Linked DNA regions of Hordeum vulgare: region 2 is linked to region 1. Evidence: chromatin contacts called from public Hi-C data. All regions are on one chromosome and are shown on one strand. The core of a region is the stretch at or near the end of the contact, and the rest is flanking DNA. Distances in the headings are between cores, read along the strand shown. Region 1 holds the start of LOC123442103 (DUF21 domain-containing protein At4g14240-like). Region 2 holds the start of LOC123442134 (protein ALTERED PHOSPHATE STARVATION RESPONSE 1).

Region 1 (4,098 bases), core at 1,532-4,031:
TAAATATTTGTGAAGAAAAGCATACGAACATACAATAGCTACAAGGGCTAAAGCAAAAAAACAAGAAATGACTTGAACATTAACTACCAGAATCTCCAATTAGGATAGTGTAAACAAAATACCACTTTGTATCAATTCTGGGACCAAATCGAGCATAAGCCTATAATCTAACTCATGGGATTTCAAAACCATAGATTCTATGCAACTAATTCAGGGCACCAAACTTGAAAAGGCCATATAGACTTATTTACCTTCCCAATAGGGTAAGCAATAGGATAGCACATGACCATGAGGATACGTACAAGCCATACAAAGTTAGCACCCACCGCCAACCCATACCTAGTACAGATTGCTTGTGGTATAACCTGGTGCCAAAATAGTGAATCAATCAGACCATACTTGGCATTGTAGAGGAAATACTAATAATGTTTGGAATGCAGTACCTCTCCAAAAGCAAGAACAAATGTCACTGACAAGACGACAGCGACAACAGGATGAAAAATCCTGTCAAGGAATATAGGAAGAGCCTGCAAAGGCCACAGGCACAAATGGAAAAATTACTAGCTAAAACAAAGCGTCATGCAAAAGGTACCAGAGAATGCATTCTCTATTTACAATGGCTGTATGATTATGAAATAAAGCGGATGGTGGGAACAAGTAATGCACATGCATGTCAACTATACTGGGAGAAAGAACTACACAATAAGGTTTGCAAATGTAAATTGATGAGTGCAGAAGATCCTTCGTGCATATCTGGAAAAACAATATAACCAGTACAAGGATGCCTATGACAATATATTATGACTTGTGAGTTATGAAGCCAGTTAGCAGTCAGCACTCCAGTATATTGTACTTACTGCATGTTTTATCTCATAACATGCACTTCCAATTTGCAAAACCAATCCTCTTTCACGTAAAATGAAATAGACAGTTGCACATCAATTCTAACGTAAATGAAAAAGACGATAGCACTGTCCACTTCGTGAGTACATCTACAAAGGATGCAATAAGCATGACAGTCAATCTCACCAAAACTTATCCATGGCATTAAATAGAACTAAAACCGCTTTTGCATTTTAATAGTAAAACTAAACTAAAATGATGTGTGGATTCTGATGAGCACCCAAGTTGCGGATTGGAATCACTGGGCATCAGTAGCGTAAATATTATTACACCTTGGTCTTTGAACTCATTTGTCTGGAGTAGACCATATCTTAGCATGTTTACCAATATATGATCATCAGCATTGTAGTTAGAAACTTGAAAGATAGACAATATTATGTTTGCACAAATGTACTGATGGAAGTGCAATATAGTGCGATAAATCATAAAAAATGCAACAAAACTTTGTACCTCCATGGCAACAGCATTACACAGTAGCAGGGTGACAAGAAGCTGGTGCTGCTTTTGAACAACTGGAAGGATAGTAGCTGCAGCAAACAAAACACGCAAGTAACTAAAATATGAACAACAACAAAACAATCAATTGAATATTGAATTACAGATTTTCAAAAGAGGAAAAGTAATAGCAGCATCAGTGTAGAGGCACACATTAAATAAGACATGCTAAAAGAGGTGACACTTAACAGTAACACTTGATAAGCAGTATCTCACTCCTTTGTTGATTCAATTGAAAATTCCTACCACCTACAGATCTGAGGTTTCGTAATGTCTCATGACAGATTATAACAATTTACAGCTTCTCAGAAGGATAAACAAAAACACCAAAAGTTACGGCATATATTACGTGCTGAAAAGCCATAGTTATGTGATACCTGCAATCCTGCATACACAAATGTAGGGGATCAAAGAAGCACTAGAGTGGACATCTTTACAATATCTACTACTCCCTCAGTCCCGAATTGGTTGTCTTAGATTTGTCTAGACTAGATACCGATGTATCTAGAACTAATTTGGGACAGGGGTACATGATACTTCCAATTCCCAGTCGACTAAAGTATCCTCTGATCATTTCATATCTTCCCACGTAAGAGGTGGGTCTTACAAAAAGCCAAATCCCCCACACCCCTTTTTCCCATTTCCCCAATTCCTTGCTTCCTTTTTGTTTGTTCTACTTCCCTACCACAACACTTTTAGAAACATGTCGGCATTAGTAACGTAATTTTTACTGTCAGAACAGAAAATTTTACTGCTAGATGATTTAGCACATGGACATAGTCGTAACCTTTAAATTCTTCCGATTAGTAACAAAAACGACAGCATTAACTCTAATTTTTAGCCATTCAGTAACGATAGTCGCAATCCCCCAAATGTAACATAGTACGATTCCTCTTAAACATCACTCCTCAAACGGCAAACAGATCGAGCACAACGAGGGGAGGATGAAATTGCAAAAAAAAAAAGAAAAAAAAAAGAGGGGGTGACGCGAAAAGTTAGGGGTTCGGATCGGACCAGCCTGCGCCTTCTCGGAGTCGGTGCCGCTGCGCTGGAGGATCTCGAGCTCGACGAGGCCGAGCGACATGAGCCCGAGGGTGAGCCCCGACATGATCCCGGCGAAGAGCACCAGGAAGCAGGAGATGCCGGCGTACGCCCACCACCCGACCGACCCGAATGGCGTGTCATTCCCCTTGAGGATCGCCGCCGCCACGCTCACCCCCGCCGCCGCCGCGGCGCTCGACGCCGGACGCGCCGTCGCCGCGACGGCCCGCACCGCCGCCGCCAGGCTCGCCCCTCTCGCCCTCCCCGCTCCGGCCACCGCCGCCATCGCGCCTCCGCCGCTCCGATGTGCCAGAGCCAAAGCCCCACAGCCTGACAAGCGCTGGCACCGTATAAGGATGTGGGCGAGAGGAAGGCGACAAGATCACTAGGACTCCAGGAGCGGGGCGAGGCGAGGCGCAGGGGCCGTTGGATGCGCCGCGAGGCGTGGATGTGGCCGTCGATCGGACGGCTGACGAAAGGACCGCGGGGCCACCTGTCCCCGCTGCGGCCGAGCGGTGCACGTCTTCGGCGTTTTGGACCGTGGACTGGAAGAATTGGCGGTGGCTGTGTACGTGGCGGTACTAGATCGAGCATTTGTGCTCGCAAGGCATAACGGTATGAGAAAGAGGGCTTCACGATGACCAAATTTGATGTGATTGTGATTGCGATATTCGCATCCATACGCCGATTCAATTGGTGGGATATTCTACCATGAAGAAAACATTGTCAAACTTTGGAAGGTACATATATAATCCTCACGGCATCTCCGGCGTAGACCCTCAAACCTTTATTAAGGGTCCGGACCGGGCAGCCCGGACCGCGAAAGTTATCAAAAACGATCCTGTATTGATCCGTAAAGCGGTTTGGACATGATTTTTCTGTAAATCAAAGACAAATGTGCGGAGGTTTGCGAGATTCCGAACTGCCACTTCGCTCGATTTTGACCATTCTGGTCCATCAAAAATATCTCCTCCCTCTCGCGTGAAACGGCCAGCATCGCTTCAGAGCGTCAGTGCCCGCATTCATATCCGACGAGAGCGTACGTGACCTCTCACTAGCGTCGGCATTGAAGCGGTGCGTTGGTCAAGACAGCGTTGCCTGCATCGCTTCCCGGTGCAGGCGACTGCTGCGCATTCAAATGACACGACGGCCGCTCGTCCGTCCATCTCCCGTCCACATTGATGGCACGCGGTTGCCGAGGCATCTCCTTCGATGCCACCCGTCCGTCCGTCTGCCGCCTGCAATTGCTATATAAACCGCTCCCCGGTCATAGCCGCAGTCATGAGTCTCCGATCCCTCTCTGCACACTGATCTCACAATGGATTCCTCTCCATCAAAGCTCTCTCGAACGGGATGACGTCGGAGCAGAAGAAGGAGACGGACGGCATTGATGCCCGTTGGCGGGCCAGCAGGCAATCGAAGGATGTCGATACCCCCAATGGAGGACGCGATCGACGATGACCCGACGCTATCCTCCTCTTCCTCCTCCATCGTGCCTCCCTCGTCAGTGCACTGCACCATGACCATCGGCGAGGCTCGTGTCATTTACATGGACATGGTGCGGAAGGAGAGGTTCCGGAAGGCGCAGGTCGACGCCGCCTACAACCACCACCTCCTCCAAAAGCACATGTAGACAGAGGAATAGCTCGGTGTCGGTAG
Region 2 (3,992 bases), core at 652-3,151, 610 kb after region 1:
CGATCCACAAAGATAAAAGTGCTTCACGTACGACATTTTGGTGTCCGATCCGGCTACGATTGCTAATATAACAGCCTGCTGCAATTTGGCCTTCTGTGTAGACGGTGCGATTTGGAGTGTCGTACCAAAATCGTACGTCATTTGTCATATGTGTGCAACGGTCTAAAGATATATACGAACACTTATAGTCAAAGCAAACAATCAAGACATGCCAACCAATAATTGTACCCGAGAACCACTTTTACCGGTTCAAAATGAACGCTTGTACCAATAGCTTCCTATCAGCTACAAGAACATCCCGTGAGCCGGCATGTTAGGGTTGGGGGATAGGATAGTGAGTTGTGGACAAGGACAGCTCATTCCACTTCTCAAGTAACCCCACAACCAGCACCTGTTTTGGACCTCTCTCACCATCAAAGAATCCATCACATCACCATCAGAATCACCAAATAAGATCAGCCACTACAAAGCCAACCACTTAAGTCTAAAACATCGGAAATTGCAACTACGGAGAGAATCAAGCTACTGACCTCTAGTGTCGGTGGCGAAATTGGAATGGTAGTGCATCCTGTTGGCCTCCAGCGCCTTGGAAACCTCCCCAGCGCTCTCTGACGCCTTCAAGAACCTATCGTCGATCTCCGCAAGCACCTGCAGCAGGTCTACGCGTGGCACCTCGGCGGGGACAACCTTCCCCGCCTTCCCCCAGCCGACCACGGTGACTGGTGGCGCGGACTCAGTGTGCTGGTGGTGCACAGACTTATTCTTCCCCTTCCCCTTCCCCTTGCCCTTCTTCTTCCTGGACTGTCCAGGAGCCTTTGGCGGAAGCGACGGAGGCGGTGTGACCATCTCCGGCGTGCGCGGCTCCTCCTCATACTCCTCCCGTGGCGGCACAACCGCTTGCGGAGGGGGAGACGAGGGAGGGCGCGGTGGCGAGGCAGGAACGTACTTCTCGTCTTCCGGCTCGAGGATGATCTCGTCGTCCTCGGGGGCAATGGACGCCATCCCCTCTTCCATGGAGAAGAAATAATCCCACGTGTCAACCCCGGTCTTGGGGTCAATCGGGGGCGGGGGCGGGGGAGGCGGTGGTGGCTGGGGGGTGACCGGCGTCTCCGGAGGGGGCGGCGAGACGGGCGGCGCCTGCTGGCGATGGCGCAGCCTCCGGCGGCGGTCATCGAGACGGGCATCGTCCTCCTCGTCTTCCTCCTCCTCCTTCTCCTCCATGTCCACCTCATCCTCCTCCTCCCTAATGGAGTCGCTGTGGAGCATGGCGGGGCCCCTGGCGACGGCCTTGGGCGGCATGGGCATGCTCATGGAGCGGTGCATCTTACCTGGCGAGGGCGAGAACTCCGGCAGCGGCGGCGGGGGCGGGGGCAGCGAGTCGAGGGGCGGCGGCGGCGGCATTACCTCCTCCACCGCCGCGTCCGCGGAAGCGTTGGCCGTCGCCGCGGCCCCCGAAGCGGCCGCGCCGATCCCGCCGGCCGAGAGCCGGGCGGCCTTGGCCGGCTCCGCGGCGGCCGCAGACGGCGGCACCCCCTCCCCGTGCGCGAACTCGGAGAGCGCGGCCCCCGTGTCCCGCAGCGAGAAGGCGTATGCGGAGTGCGCGGCGGCGAAGGCGTTGCGCGCCGCCACGGCCGCCTTCATGAACTGGCGGCGCTCCTTGCAGCGCGCCACCGCCTCCTCGTTCTCGATCCGCGACTGCGCGCACCCCATCCCGTCCCTCCTCCGGTCTCCGCCCCCCCTACTCCTCCTCACCGCATTGCCAGCAACGGCAGGCAGGCGCAGCAGGGCGAGTGGATCTAGGAATAGTTTGTTGGCGCCCGGCACGAGGCGCGGCAGCGAGCGAGCGGAGCGGAGCGGGGCGAGGGGCGTGGTGCCCGTGGGGGTTTAACGTCCGGTCCACCACCACCACCACCACCGCGCGGCCCCCGGCCCACTGACACGCCGATCCACGCTTGACCCCTGCCCCCGCACGTCAGATGGGCTGGACCGTTGTCAGTGGTGGCGCCCTGGCCCTGCCCCCGCGCGTGCCGTGCTTGCGTTTGTCCTCTCCGGCATGGGGCGCGGCCTTTGCCTAGCCATAGGCGGTAAGGTGAAACGTAAATACCTGGAAACTTCGAGGGGTAGGGGTGGGGGTGGGCTTTTTCACCGTGTCGAGTCACCTGTGCGCGTGCCTTTTCCCGACTTTTCGTTCGTTCCGCTGCTTTTCGGGCCGCTTGTCCCGCGGAGGGGCCCGTCGACTCATGGGAGGGACTCGAGACGTTGGGGCTCGCTCCCTCGCCCGTGAGGCTACCACGTGGGGCGCCTACCTTGGTGGCCCACACGTCGGAGGGGCACGTGTGAAGTTTCGCTCGCTCTTTTGTCTTTTGATTTGGAGAGAGCGGAGGCTGGTTGGGAAGGTGCAACAACTCCAACGGCTCGCCGGGATGGACAGTGCGGCCGGCAAACTGAATGCGTCGGACGGTGGGAGCCCCCGCGACGGTCATCGCGTCACATATACTTCACTCATCAAATGATGGAGAGGTGAAATCAAGCCAGGGATGAAAGCGTGCCTAAAAGAGCAAGATTGTAAATAAATGTGGACTATGCTACTAGACAGTTTGCCACCTCATTAGCTTCCCTATAGCAGTGTTTGATAATCAACAAGACCAACACACGCTAGCTGGTTGCTTACATTTCGTGACCACAGCGACCGAAGGTCCCAAGTAATCTTCCTTTTGCAACGTTCCAAGAGCGAACAAGCTACCCGAACTCAAGGATCACCCTTCTCAACAACAACAACAAAACTAAAAATCACCCTGTTGTAGCCAATATTCAATGCCAGATACACTACATTCCCGTTGGCAATAATTTCAGGTGAATCCACACTAGTCGCGTGGAGTAAAAATCAGATTCTAGCACCCAACATCGTTTCGTCAGAGAAGGAAGCAACCAAGTTAACTTATATAACTTCATATGTCGGCTTCTAGATGGCGATGCCAGATCTCTCGAGAGGTGGAGACGATTCTCCTCTCAACCGTCTTCGTTGCCATCATATGAACCACGTTGTTGCAACTAACGTAAGAGCATCTATAGTTGAATATAACAAATATGATACCTAAATATTAACGAACGTATCCGGTCAGTGGTCGGACGTGTCTTCTATTTGTTCTTCTCTGCAATCATATTTTTTATTTTATTTTTCTCATATGTCCGATCATTTGTACATGATTGATGGAGAGAGAGAAAAAAAGAAAAATGAATAAAAAAAGGAAAATGTGGTTCAGGATGGGATCGCGTCTACGTTACAGAGTGACCGGACGCGTGTGTCACGTCCGTGAGCTGTCATATCTTCCCTATATTTAAGATGGATACGAGGTATACAGATGATATGAGGGGTCCGGTTGGATTATTTTTTTTTTCTTTTTTGTTTTGTTAGGTCACTGATCGGGCGCATCCACTAACATATGAGAGATCGTTTGATCCATCCCGCTGTAGATCCTTTAAGCTCTTTGGATGAGATATCCTTGGTCATTGTTTAGAGTTTAGGCAGAATTTCCAATGATCAATCTCGATCGTTCTTCGAACATTGCTTTACGTGAGCCCAAGTTATTTCCACATATTCTTGGCTCGATCACATGGGAATATAAAATGTTGAATATCCACTTCACCAACGAAACAAACCAGACATTAAATAGGGTCTGAATGTGCTGCCGAGGAAGAACACCATAGCAAGGTAAGAGCAACTCTAGCACAGCCCGCATCCCGCCGGTCCGTAAAACGTGTTTGCAATTCGCGCAAAATCACTTTTGCGGGCCGGCGCGTGCTGGCACAGATGCAGACCATCCAAACGGATCCGTAAAAAAGTATATTCGCGGAATATGCTTTTTTACGGGTCGGCTTCTGCGGGTTCTGCTCGGGCTCCACCGCGACGACCCGCAAACAGAAAACTGCAAATCTCGCATTTGACATAGGGTTTGGCAAACAAGTTCAAATTCAAACGAAATAAACAGTTT

The links. A called contact is a pair of places that touch in the nucleus more often than the background predicts.
Region 2: a contact with region 1 is called in a Hi-C map of seedling, with 4 times the contacts expected there. The contact joins the promoter of LOC123442134 here to the promoter of LOC123442103 in region 1. A contact is called at or near these places in 3 of 6 Hi-C or Micro-C datasets (leaf and seedling).

The regions. Positions count from the first base shown.
Region 1 is chr1H:421,689,133-421,693,230 of MorexV3_pseudomolecules_assembly, forward strand. It overlaps LOC123442103 (DUF21 domain-containing protein At4g14240-like), which reads right to left and starts at 2,782. Exons shown (of 13, transcript XM_045118207.1): 1 at 2,413-2,782; 2 at 1,354-1,430; 3 at 444-527; 4 at 252-365. The coding sequence starts at 2,725.
Region 2 is chr1H:422,301,542-422,305,533 of MorexV3_pseudomolecules_assembly, forward strand. It overlaps LOC123442134 (protein ALTERED PHOSPHATE STARVATION RESPONSE 1), which reads right to left and starts at 1,902. Exons shown (of 4, transcript XM_045118225.1): 1 at 531-1,902. The coding sequence starts at 1,710.